Regions from separate parts of the Muntiacus reevesi genome. Here region 2 is linked to region 1. A link is a contact called in public Hi-C data. All regions are on one chromosome and are shown on one strand. The core of a region is the stretch at or near the end of the contact, and the rest is flanking DNA. Distances in the headings are between cores, read along the strand shown. Region 1 holds the start of DCAF1 (DDB1 and CUL4 associated factor 1). Region 2 holds the start of C4H3orf18 (chromosome 4 C3orf18 homolog).

What was found. Hi-C and Micro-C count contacts between places; a contact is called where the count stands out from the background.
Region 2: a Hi-C map of muscle shows a contact between it and region 1, with 6 times the contacts expected there. The contact joins the promoter of C4H3orf18 here to the promoter of DCAF1 in region 1. A contact is called at or near these places in 2 of 3 Hi-C or Micro-C datasets (blood and muscle).

The regions. Positions count from the first base shown.
Region 1 is chr4:107,273,604-107,279,510 of mMunRee1.1, forward strand. It overlaps DCAF1 (DDB1 and CUL4 associated factor 1), which reads left to right and starts at 3,817. Exons shown (of 24, transcript XM_065933594.1): 1 at 3,817-3,954. It overlaps LOC136167812 (a long non-coding RNA gene), which reads right to left and starts at 3,485. Exons shown (of 6, transcript XR_010663112.1): 1 at 3,096-3,485; 2 at 1,060-1,161.
Region 2 is chr4:107,754,480-107,760,314 of mMunRee1.1, forward strand. C4H3orf18 (chromosome 4 C3orf18 homolog) reads left to right here and starts at 1,873. Exons shown (of 5, transcript XM_065935359.1): 1 at 1,873-2,141; 2 at 3,759-4,107. The coding sequence starts at 3,874. HEMK1 (HemK methyltransferase family member 1) reads right to left here and starts at 1,588. Exons shown (of 11, transcript XM_065933608.1): 1 at 1,569-1,588.

The sequences.
Region 1 (5,907 bases), core at 2,567-5,066:
AGGGAGGAGGGTCGACAGACTGGTTTGGGGAGGGTGACATGGCCTTGACTGCCCTCACCCTTGATCGATAGCAGCCTTCTCAGACATGAGGAGGCCTAGGAGCAGATCCCCTTAAATCCACCCTCTGACCCACTCAGAGTTCTGTGCTGGGCCACAGAGTGGAAAGATGATCCCTAAGGATGTTTACCAGTGCGTCTGAAAATGTGCCTTAGGATTTTTCTTGAAAGGAGCTCATTTCTCATTTTGATGAGAAAAGCTTGAGCTCTTCAAGCAGGCAGTAATACAAGGAGCAAACAGAAATCAGCCAGGGCTGATGTGGTCCTGCAGGACGGCAGCAGGGACAGCCAGAGGCCAAGAAAAATTATGATAGAAATAGCCACCACTTAGCTAGCACTTCCTGTGTGCCAGGCCCCAAGCTGAGCACTTCACAGGCATGATCACATTTAGTCCTCATAGCAAGACTGGAAGGAGGCACTATTCCCATTCTCCAGCTGGAGAAACTGAAGCTTGAGAGGTGAAGATCAGGGTCCCACAGCCAGGCAACAGGAGCAGCAGCGTCAGGACTCGGAGCTGTGGACCTCCAAAGCTAGACTCAGCTGATGACCTATCTCTTTCTACAAACTTCCCAATGAAGAGGAAAAGAAACTTTTCTTTTCTGTGACCATCAGTGACAGGGTTCAAGAGACAACAGAGGACTTTGAACCTGATATCACCCAGATGAACTTTTAGATAAGGCAGCCTTGACTGCCTGGCCCCTCTAACCTTTAACGAGACCCACTGGGAGGCAGCTGTTCCTAACTATTTTGCAGATGATTTAAGCGAGACCTGGGGAATCACTGAGGGGAGTCCTGGCAGTGGTCTGTGGCTGAGCAGTAGTTCTGAGGTGGGATTGCTAGATAAAATATAGCATGTCCAGTTCCATTTTAATTTCAGATGAAGAAGAACTAAAAATAGAGAAGTCTGTCTTAAATATTGCAGGGAGCTCCTCACTCTGGCTGGGCCCCTGGTTACATGGGAGTTAGGGCAGGGTTGAAGGGGGGTTGCTGTTTCATTTCTTACCTGACTCCTGTGTGGGCTGGAGGCAGGGGCTGGGGGACTGACTTCTGGAGACTGCAGTGTCTGCAACTACTGGATGAGGTGCAGCCTTGGCGGTTTTTCACTCTGTGAAATGGAATTAGTGGACTTGGATGCAGTCATGCAGGGGTGCTTGCTTTGCACACTGCCTCTGAAATGAGGGCAGTGTTCCATCTTTATAGGGGGCTGTAGGGGGCTCCCAGGAAGGGGGAAGGCACCCAGGGAATGATTAGAATTCCCTTTTGGCCGAGGTTGGGGTCCCCGGAGCTTGGACCTGTTACTCCTGGACACTTGCAGTAGTCTTGTTCAACCAACAGCAGAGTGGGAAGAGATGTGGGGGAGAGGAGGAGGCACAGGAGTTGTGATGGGAGCACCTGGGTTCAGTGAACATGGAAGCATGTGATGGGAGAGAAGGGGAGGTGGAAAAGGGAAGAGGGAGGGATAGGGGAGACAAGGGGAAGGGGAGGAGAATGCCAAAGTGCAGAGGACTTGGTGTTATCACTTTTTTCCTAGCCCAGTGCATGGGCATGTGTGGGGATGAAGGCCGGATGGAGCATACCTGAGTCTGGGGGACTTGGTGCTGAGCTCCTCTTGCCCTCCCTCTGCCACTGGGCAGCCCTGCAAGCATGACTTCTTGCCCTTTGAAGCTTCTTTCTGAGGTGCACCACAGCGGAAGACAGGCAGAGGCAGGGCGGAGGGAGACAAAGTCCAGAAATGTTGTTCCAAAGAGGCCAAGGAATCTCTTTTTCCAATGACTCAGGCGTGATGCGCCAGGCCAAGCTGAGAGTGTGGGCCCGATTATTTGTAGCTTTGTGTTCACCATGTACTTAAGTGTGAAAAGGCTGGCTGTGAGGACTGGTGGCAGTGCGCGGGAGTGCTTGAGTCTCTGGCACCTGTGCTTGACCTATGAAATGTGTCAGTGTGTATGAAATGTGTGTGTAGCCCAGGGGAGTCTAGGAGTGCCTACAGATGTGTGGCAGTGTACGTGGGGAGCTTTTGGCAGAGGTAGGGGGGCCGCAGGCATTACAGAACAGATTATGGAGGGAGCAGTTGCTAGACAGGCTCTGAATTATCTCCTGTTCTGCTTCCACCGCCCCCTGGGCCCTGGCTTCTCCAAAGGGCCTCTGGGATATACCCCTTATTCCCATCATTTATCCAGCACCCCAGGCTGATTTTCTGAAGATGAGCAGCGCCATCTGGTGGCAGGCTGAGGCTGTGACAGGAGTAGAGGAACTGGGAACCTGGGTTCCTGCAAGAGGTCTGCCTTTCAGGACCCCAGTCAGTGGGGAAGCTGCACCGCACTGGCTGGCTCATGGATAGAGGGAGGGTATCTAAGGCTTGAATGCTCCATGCTCATGCATTTTGGGTTCATGGTCCACGGAATCACAGCATGAAAGTCAGCTGCAGGAGTGTTGGAAGACAGATGTAGGAAAGTTATTGGTCCACAGCCTCTGCACCGACAAACCTGGGCCCCATTCCATGGGGAACCAATCTGGGCTCAGATTTCTCCTCTGTGGAGGTGGCGAACTGTACCTACCCTGTGGGGGTGGTAGTGAGGGTTGTGTGGGTAAAACACTTGGCTCAGAGCTATGAAGTCAAAGGAAATGCTAGTGGCTATTACTGAGATAGGCAAAATCCCAGAGGCATAGAGAACAGAACTGTGTGGCATTGCAGAGAGGTGACATGTCTGCGTGCTGCCACCCAACATTCTAGAATTTTGTGCCTGAACATCAGCTGTTTAAAGTTACAAACCTAAGTGAAGGAGGGAGGTCTCTTCTTAAAGGCGGGTAACGCGATCCTGTGAGCAACAGAACTAAGAGACCCAGCATCCAGGCTCAGGCTAGCTTCTTACTAGCTATGGAACCTGAGCATGGCAGCAAACTTGCTGTGTCCCATTTTTCCCATGTGAAATTGCTGTGAGGACGCCATAAAAATGCGTAGGAACTTGCTCAGGACTCCTAGGAATAAAGGCTGGGTAGGATCTCCGTTAGGGAGAGAGTATGCCCAGTTGTGATGCTTACCTTTCACGTCTCCAAAAAGGGATCCCAGAGTCGGAGTCAGGAGTCCTTCTGGTTCTGTTGCTAATTGGTTGTGTGATGTTAGTCAAGTCACTCACACTCTCGGTCTCACTTTTCCCAGCTGCAAAATAAAGAAATTAGATGACGTCCGAAGTCAGCTCTGCCTCAATCTATTTCCTTTTGATGCTTTCCTTTTCTCTGCTTCACATATAATACCTAGGATGAATTTTTTTTTATTCTACAGGCTAGGTCTTGAACAGAAAGACAAAAACCAAAGCCTTTTGTTTAATGAGTGCCGTGATTTCTCACACGCTTTGGGAAATATTTTCTTAGATCCTGGTATGTTCTAGGTCCAATGGAGCAAATGGGAGACTAAAAGACTTTACATGTCACACAGGGCCGAATAAAGTACTGAGAAGGTACCCAGCAGTTCCGGTGTTGGCCTGGGAGGATCGAGTCTCACTTTTCGCTTCCGTCTTCCTGAGCAGCCAATAAGTACGTAGCAGTTCGCGTTTATACTAAAACTACAAGCCCCAGAAGTCAACGCGCGGGGCATAATGCCCACGCGCCAACCACGACTCGGTGGGTCCCGCCCCTAGGGGCGGAACTTCATTTCCCAAGCGGCGCCGGGGCTCGCCTTGGTGTTCTCCTCCCGCCTCGGCAGTCCTCGCGCCAAGTCGGGAGGAGCGCGCGCGCGCGCGCAGGGTACGTAGCACGAGAGTGACGCATAATATGTGGGCCGCTCCGGAGCCGTGGTCGCGCTGTGTGTGAGTGAGGGAGAGTGAGTGCAGGACCTGAGGCTGTGTGTGTGAACTGTGGCCGCTGGCGGGGTCAGGGGGGAGCGGCAGAGCCGCCCGGGAAGGTGAGTGGGGAAGGAAGGGGGACGGCTCTTTGAGAGGGGCGCGAGGAGACAGGGTGCGTGGTCGGGCGGGCGGGAGAGTGGGCGCCGGGCTGGGGGAGGGGCGGCACCTGCCTGGGCCGCCGGCTGGGAGGGGGCGGGCCGGGCCTCCCGGGAGGCTTGGTCCAGGGCCTGACTAGACTTTTACTCTTCCAGATTTGGGGCTCGGGGGGCGGGGCCTCCACGTTCTTCCTCCAGTCCGCAAAAGAAGCTTCCCAAGAGTAACTCTTCCGCCCGGAGTGGGGGGCAAGGGTGTGCCCGCCCCTGCCTGGGGGAGGGGCGCTTCTCATTCCGCTCATCACCTTTTACTTCCCAGTCCTCCTAGTCTTCGCTCTGTGCGAGATAGAGGGTGTGGGGGGGTGGTCTCCATCTTCCTTGCCCTACGACGGCCCCCTTCCCATTCTGTGTCTCCGCCTCTAGCTCCAGTCACCTGGGCGGGCTCTCTCCTCCCTCGGCCTCGTGCCACCTCCCTCTAGCACCCGCCCGGCTCTCTTTCGGGCGAGGTGGGGCGGGGCTCTCCCGGGACTCCTCCCACCCCCCCCCCCCACCCCCCGGTGGAGGGGAGGGGCGGAAGGCGAGGTGTGAGGTTCTGCTGATTAGAGCCAAACGTTGGCGCGCCCGCCAACCTTCCTGGGATCCTGTTAACGAGGGTTATAGTTGTTTTTAACTGAGTGTCATTCGTTTGCTTAATTCTCTCTTCTTAGACGGTTTGCGTCTCACTTCCTCTTATTGCACTGTTAGCGCTCGGTATCGTTTTTGTTGAGGAAGTAGTTTGGGGCTGTTCGTAGAGGTTCTTTTTGAGTCCCAGATGACTCGTTCATGTCACGTTGGCCTCAGTTTTTCCTTACTCTTGTCTTTTCAATGAAGCCTTTAAATTAGTCTACGTGTTTTAATTATTAGTAGCATCTTGTTCTAAACGCTTTGTTAATGTACGGAATGAGGTTCATTGGCAATGTTCTGTAATTTTCTTCTCATTAAACCTTAAATGGTTTATGTGAACTTGTATTAGACTCTAGGAATTTACTGTTCTTCTGCTTGATGCTATCAAAATTTGAGTTTTGTATATTGCAGTTATTCATTTTTGAGTGGTAATATGTTTTTTAATACAAAGGAAATAGATACAGAATTTGGGAACTATAAAGGAAATCCTTTTATGCTCAAAATATCTTAGTTGTTGAGCACAGCGTTTTACTGTTCTCTTGTACAGTAATGGGACTTAATAGAGGAGGAGTCTGGTAGAATGAGCCACTTGTTAGTTTGAAGTGATTGAGGTAAGTTGGTTTCTTACCAAATTATTTATGTTGTTTCTGTCATGGTTATGGACAGTAATAGACTGCTGCTATACAGGATCTCACATGTCATACTAATTATTAGGTAAATTTTATTTGAAGCTCCAAATTTGTGTTTTTCCCCAGTGTGTGTGTGTGTGTGTGTGTGTGTGTGTTTTAAATAAAGATTGCGTACAAGTATCTGTTTCAGAATCGTAACCTTATAGGATCTCTCCTTACTGTGAACTTTTTTTAGGCTTTGGGATAGTTTTTAAGCTAATAGGCTATACAGTACTGTGTATTACAAAAAGACAGATTTTATGGTTTAATTCAAAAGTTACAAAAGGTAACAAAATAGTGGGACAGTGGTAGAGCTAGGATAGTGATACAGTGAAAATTCTTTCTTCTACCTTTATCCTTCAGAAAGTCAGTTACCTGCCCAAAAGTAATATTTTCTGTTTCTTAGGTATTCTTCCAGGGACAGACAGACACACACACACACACACACACAAACTTTGGTTTTATCACTTGACAGTGTACTGAGAGTTGGTCCATATAGGAAAGGAAATGCTTCTCAGTATTCTTCTGCTTTTTAACTAGGAAAAAATTCAAGTATATTAAAAACTTGAGAGAATAGTAAAATGAATAC
Region 2 (5,835 bases), core at 623-3,122, 480 kb after region 1:
AGCAGGAAGGAAAACAAGACTCCGAGACGGGAAGCAACCTGCCCAAAGTCACCCAGCTAGTATCTGTTCCAGGCAAAACACAAAACCTTCGGACTCCGGAGGCAGCTCTTACTACCAGAGCGCTGGCCAAGGAGTAGCCGAGGCCTGAAGTCGGGCGCAGCTTCTTCCTCTCGGCAAGACTGCCTTTAACCAAGCCTGTTTCTCCATCTGTACAACGGGGCCACAGACTTTCTGAGGAAGGCTACCAGAACTCTGAAGAACTCGAGGTCTCGAAGGTGTTCCTCATACCTTTCTAATAGGCTACTACACTCTCCCGCCACCCTGAAGAAACTGCCGCGGGTTCGGCTCCCGGATGTGCATAACCCGGATGTGCATAACCCGGATGTGAGCGCCCCAGAGAGACTCTGCTTCCGGGGTTGGTTCATTCGAGAAAGGGCTCGGGCGGATTCCGTTGACCAGCTCCAGGGTTCCTAGAACCGCTGGGTTGCACCTCGGACGCCCCTGCGGGCCAGTGGCGGGGGGTTGGGGGGTGGGGTGGGTATGAACGCCTTGCACACTACTTCCGCAGGCCCACGGTGGGAAAGGGTGGCGTTGTGTTAGGGTTGCTCCCCAGACAGTCTTCCTGAAGGTCGCAGCAGGAATACGGCTGTAGCCTGCGGTGACTGGTACCGAGTCCGGAGATGTGTAGGCCACCCGAAAGGAGGCGTGTCATCAGCTGCCAGGAGTCCAAGGGATCCGGCGCTATGCGCAGGGGCGTGGCCTAACATAGACTATGTCTGGGTAGAGCGGCACGTGGGCGTAGCCCAGTGTTGGGGGCGGGCACTAATTTGAGGCGTGGCACCCAGTGTTCAGGACCTGGACAGGACCAGTGTCCAGGACCAGGTGGCGACTGGACCCCAGGGCCGCTCTTGACCCTCTAACCCCTGTTTTAGGGTTTGGAGCAGGCAGCTCTAAAGTATTAGTAGACCAGGGTTTGAATCCGACTCGTCGGCGGGCTTTGTCCAGGTCGTCTGTGTGCGCCTCAGTTGCTCCTATAAAATTCATGGCAGGGCCTCTCAAGTGTGGCCTGCCAATGCCACTTCCCCCCGCCCTCGAGTCTATTGTTAACTAGATCACTGTTGACTAAACTACTGTTAAACATGCAGTTTCCGAGGCTCCGTCCCAGACCCGGGGATCTGTATTTGTAACAAGCTATTAACAAGCGATCCCCATAAGTTCCTCTGAAAACCTGAGAATTAGAAGGTATCTGAAAACTCCTCACTCTAGAGGTGATCGCGCTCTGGATGGAGGGGTATACGTAGGTTTTCCTGGGTGCACGTGCCCAATAATGCCTCTCCAATAATAATACCGTTCCATCTCCCTATTTCTCTGAAAGATGCCTCATTTCTAGCCAGAGGTGGGTATCATTTACCAACAGCCCTCACACCAGAGCCCATCTGAGCAGGAAGCTAAGAGCCAGGGAGGAGACGCGTCTTGCTCTAGTTCACCAAGCTAGTGGAGCGTCCAGCCAGAGTTCAACGCTGGCTCAAGGACTCCTAGTTTAGTGCTCTCCACAAACCTCTGCCCACCCGCATTCGGGGAGCGCGAGTCTGTCCTGGTGGAGATGAAGCCCGGGCTAGCCGGTGGCCAGAGTTCTGCCCTTAAGAAAGGCCTGGCCGCCCACAGTCCCCCGCGCAATTCTACTTGGGCCACGGAAGATGAGCAGTGGTCTGCTAGAGCTGAGACCCGGCTCCCACTCTCGCTGGGGGCAGAGCCAGATTTGAGCGGCAGGCCAGCGGACCAATGCAGAGCCGGCTCTGGGCCTGACAGCCAATCCGGGGTCGGGGGCGCAGGGCTGGCAGGGACGAGACTAGCTGGAGCAACGCGAAGACGCCAGGCTGCTGGCCTCAGCCCCACCCCCGCGGTGGGTCCCGGCCGGGCCTGTCGGTGTTCAGGCTGGCAGAGCGAGCGCTCGGCTGTGGGCGGTGCGACGTCACAGGCACAGCCCAGGAGGTCCACCCAGGGAGGGCGGACCTCTGGTCGGACCCGCCGCCCCCTGCCCTAGGACCTGGGGGGTCCACCCCCAACCTTGCCCCCGCCTCCTGCCGGTCGCCACCACCCTTAACCTCTCCGGCTGAGCTCGGCGCCCCAGAGAGGATTAAGTAAGTGCTGAGGTCGCCGCTTCTGTGCAAGAATGGAGGAATCAGAGGGGCGAAGGTGGGGATGGGGATTGGAGTAGCGAGGAATGATGAACCTGGTGGAGAACGGTATGTGGGTTCTCGGACGTCGTAGCGCCCAACCCTTTTCCTCCCCGATTCCGTTTCTTGCCCTTTGGAACATGAGGCAGTCCTGAACAGTGATGAGCAGGGCCCTTTCTCTCCTTTGGAAGGAAGAATAAACAGAGCCCCAGAGCAAGTGTTAAGGGTCTGGCCCAAGGTCACATCTCGGGGTCAGTGGCAGAACCAAGAAAGGACCTGGGACTCCTGACAAGCCCAGCCTACCTAGAGGCAGAGGACAGAGAGCGGAGATGAGCCTCTCCCATCCCATGTTTCTGTGCCAGCCTTGCCCCTTCCTAAGGGGCCGTCCCGGGTGTGTGCCCACCTCACACACACCCATGCACCCACACAAGGAGGCATCCCACATATACCCATGAGCTAGCGCACAGCGTGTGTATGCAGCCATGATCTGTGCATTGCTCCTCCCTGTAGGCCTGCCCTTCTGCAGTTTGGCTGGGACTTCTTTCCACTCGGTCTTATCCAGAGCCTTTTGGCCTGGGAAGGCCAAAGTCACAGCCTGGACTGGGCATATCACCCACCCTGTGCTCCCAAGGGAGGAGGGATGGGTAGGAGAAGTCATCTCAGAATGGGAGCTCCATTCTTACCTCTGAAGATTCGCTCTCCTTGACTGTCTCCTGGTCCCTGACAGCCTCGGCTCCCCTGTAGGGGTCCAGGGACCCAAGAACCTACAGAGAAAGCCCATCAGAGGCCCTGAATGTAGCCTTTTTCTCCTTCTTGTCTTCTGGCCTTGCCACACCTGTCCCTGCCCTCCCTCCAAGCACAGGCTGGACGACACACAGCAGAGTGGGTGCAGGGGCTTCTGTGGCCCCCCTTTCCCAAATGGAGTGGCCAGAGGGAGAAGAGCAAACAGTTACTGGGTGCTTACTGTGGATAAGGGTTGTACTGAGCTAAGTCATTTCTAGGGACTACTTCATTTGATATGTCAGTGACCCTCTCACCCTTTCTGTGAGGGAGGTGCCCTTAATGCCTCCAGTTTAGACTCAGGGAAACTGAGACAGGGAGAGGTGGTTGACTTACCTAGGGTCACTCAATTAAGTGGCTGAACCAGAATTCATAGACAGGCCTGTCTGATCATTGTGCAAGGAAAAAGCTGCAGTATTTTTTTTTCTTTTTCCTCCAAGCAGGAGGTGAGGCATGGGGGGTGGGGCGCAGGCAGGATGTAAGAAGATGAAGAGCGTGGGGAGTAGCGGCTGGGGATGGGAAGTGGACTTTTTCTTTCAAACCTCCCCACTACCTTTCACATCTTCTGAGTATGATCGCTGTGATAATCTTATCCACAAAGAGGGGGCAGGGCTTCATTTTCATGTCCCTAAATGCACATGGGATCTATAGTATATGAAGCACATATCCTGATGGTCCCTGAACTTTCCCTTGCCCTCAAACTTTGATTTCCCCTGTGCCTTCAGAACTTAGGGGGATTTCATCTCACCAGAATCCCATCCTCAGCCTCATGTTTCGTTTTTTTTTTTTTTTTCTTTCCAGCACCCACGGAGCTCCCTTTTAAGGACATATGGGTAGTGGGGGCTGCAGGCTGGGACACCCCCGATGTGAGTGAGTGGGCAGGTTGGCTGACCACAAGCAGTCTCTCAGCATCAGCATGGACTCCAGGATCCCATCTGCTCAGGGCTGGATCAGCAGCCGCCCACCCACCTCTGAGTCTGACCTGGAGCCTGCCACAGACGGGCCAGCTTCTGAGACCACCACCCTCAGCCCAGAAGCCACCAGCTTTAATGACACCAGAATCCCTGACGTGGCTGGTGGCACCACCGGCGTGGGCACAATGCTTCTGTCCTTCGGGATCATCACCGTCATCGGCCTGACTGTGGCCATGGTGAGAGCTGGTGCAGGCTGGGGGCTGGCCCACGTGGCCGTCACTTGGCAGAAGGGTGATCAGCAGTTAGATTTTAGGGAATCTATTCAGAACACAATGGTCTGTTAGTGATAGTACAGTCCTTTCCTTTCCCAGGGATTTGTTTATATGGGGGCCCAGAGACCAGAGAAGCTGCCTCCAGTCGGAAGAAAAAGAAAAAGTTCTGAGGAATACATGGCATTTTGGGCTGGGTCATGAAGGCCATGTAGGAGTTGGGGTGGAGAGTGTTTCAGATGGAGGGTCTTGATGGGCAGAAGTGTGGAAGCAGACAGCAGGCTCTGTGAGCAACGAGCAGGACAGTGAAGCAAATGAGCGTGGGGGTCTTACAGGAGTAGAGGCCAGAAGATAATTGGGAAAGATCATGGGCTGCAGAGTCTGGATAGGATGCTCTGGGAACAGCAGCCTGCTGGTAGTGTTCATTCATTCACTTGGCAATTATTTCATGGGTATCTGCCCTGGATCAAGCCTTCAGGACCCCAGGGATGAAGGAACAAAATATCCTGCAGTTCTTACAGGGAGTGAGAGATAGATACAACCAAAGTGCCAAGGGTAGCCCATATGGACTGGCTTGGGGAATTGGGTGGGGGTTGGGGGGGCTTCCTAGGCGGGGTGGTCAGGGACAACCGAGGAGGCAACATCAGAGCTGAGACCTCACAGTGGAGACCTGGCCCCAGTGTCACAGGAGGGGCAGAGTTGAACAGGAATCAGGGGAGAAGTGAGCTGGGCTGAGGCTCCAGGTGTCCCCCTGAGAGTGGATACAATGCCTCATCTGAGATCTGCCGCTGAAGACATGGTCTCTCCCTCGGGAATTCCCTCTGGTCCAGTGGTTAGGACTCGGTGCTTTCACTGCCGTGGTCTTGGGTTCAGTCCCTGGTTGGGAACTAAGATCCTGCAGCCAAAAAAAAAGACATGGACTTTCTCTTTAAGATGATGCATGGACACTCAGAATGTCACCAAGGGAGATTGTGTAAGCTGAGACCTGGAAGGGTAGGGGTGCACTGGAGGACCCCCAGCAGGCCCGGCAGTGGTGGCATTCGGCCTGCTGCCCCTTCACGGGCTCTGACAGCCAGCCTGAGACCTCGGAGCATGTTGCTCTGACAAATAGGGCTGTGGCTGGTCCATCATGGCTGGAGCGGCTGGTAAACCATGGTCACCATATGGGCCCCACAGGCTCCAGCTCGCTGCCAGGGAGCAACTGCTGTCCAAGCAGGCAGGGCCAGGACACAGTACACAGAGCGAGGCTGGGGCTTGCACAGCCTTCTGGGGCAGGGGCAAGGCAGAAGGCCAATGTTTGGCTCTCACGTGGTGGTTAAACAGGCAGAGCCACCGGAACCTCAGGGATAAAGCAGGGGCTAGACCCAAAGATTTCATCGTGGGAACTTGGGAAGACTTCCTTACTCTTCATTCTGGAGGCAAATTCAGAGGGCCAGGGTGTATGACTTTATGTCCCAAAGCAGAGAGACAGGGATCTTATGGGGGAAAGGCAGTGGAGGGCAGGAAACAGCTCCTGGGCCAGGGACAGGTCCAGAGAGGTTCCTTGAGTACTAGGGAATCTGCCCTCATGCCATCCGTGAGCCAGGCCATGCTGTTGCAAGGAGGAGCAAATCAGTGCCAGGCAGTGTGCCTCATATCAGAGGAGCAGTGCTGGAGGGCTTCCTGGAAGAGGTGGGTCTGCAGCTCGACAGTGAA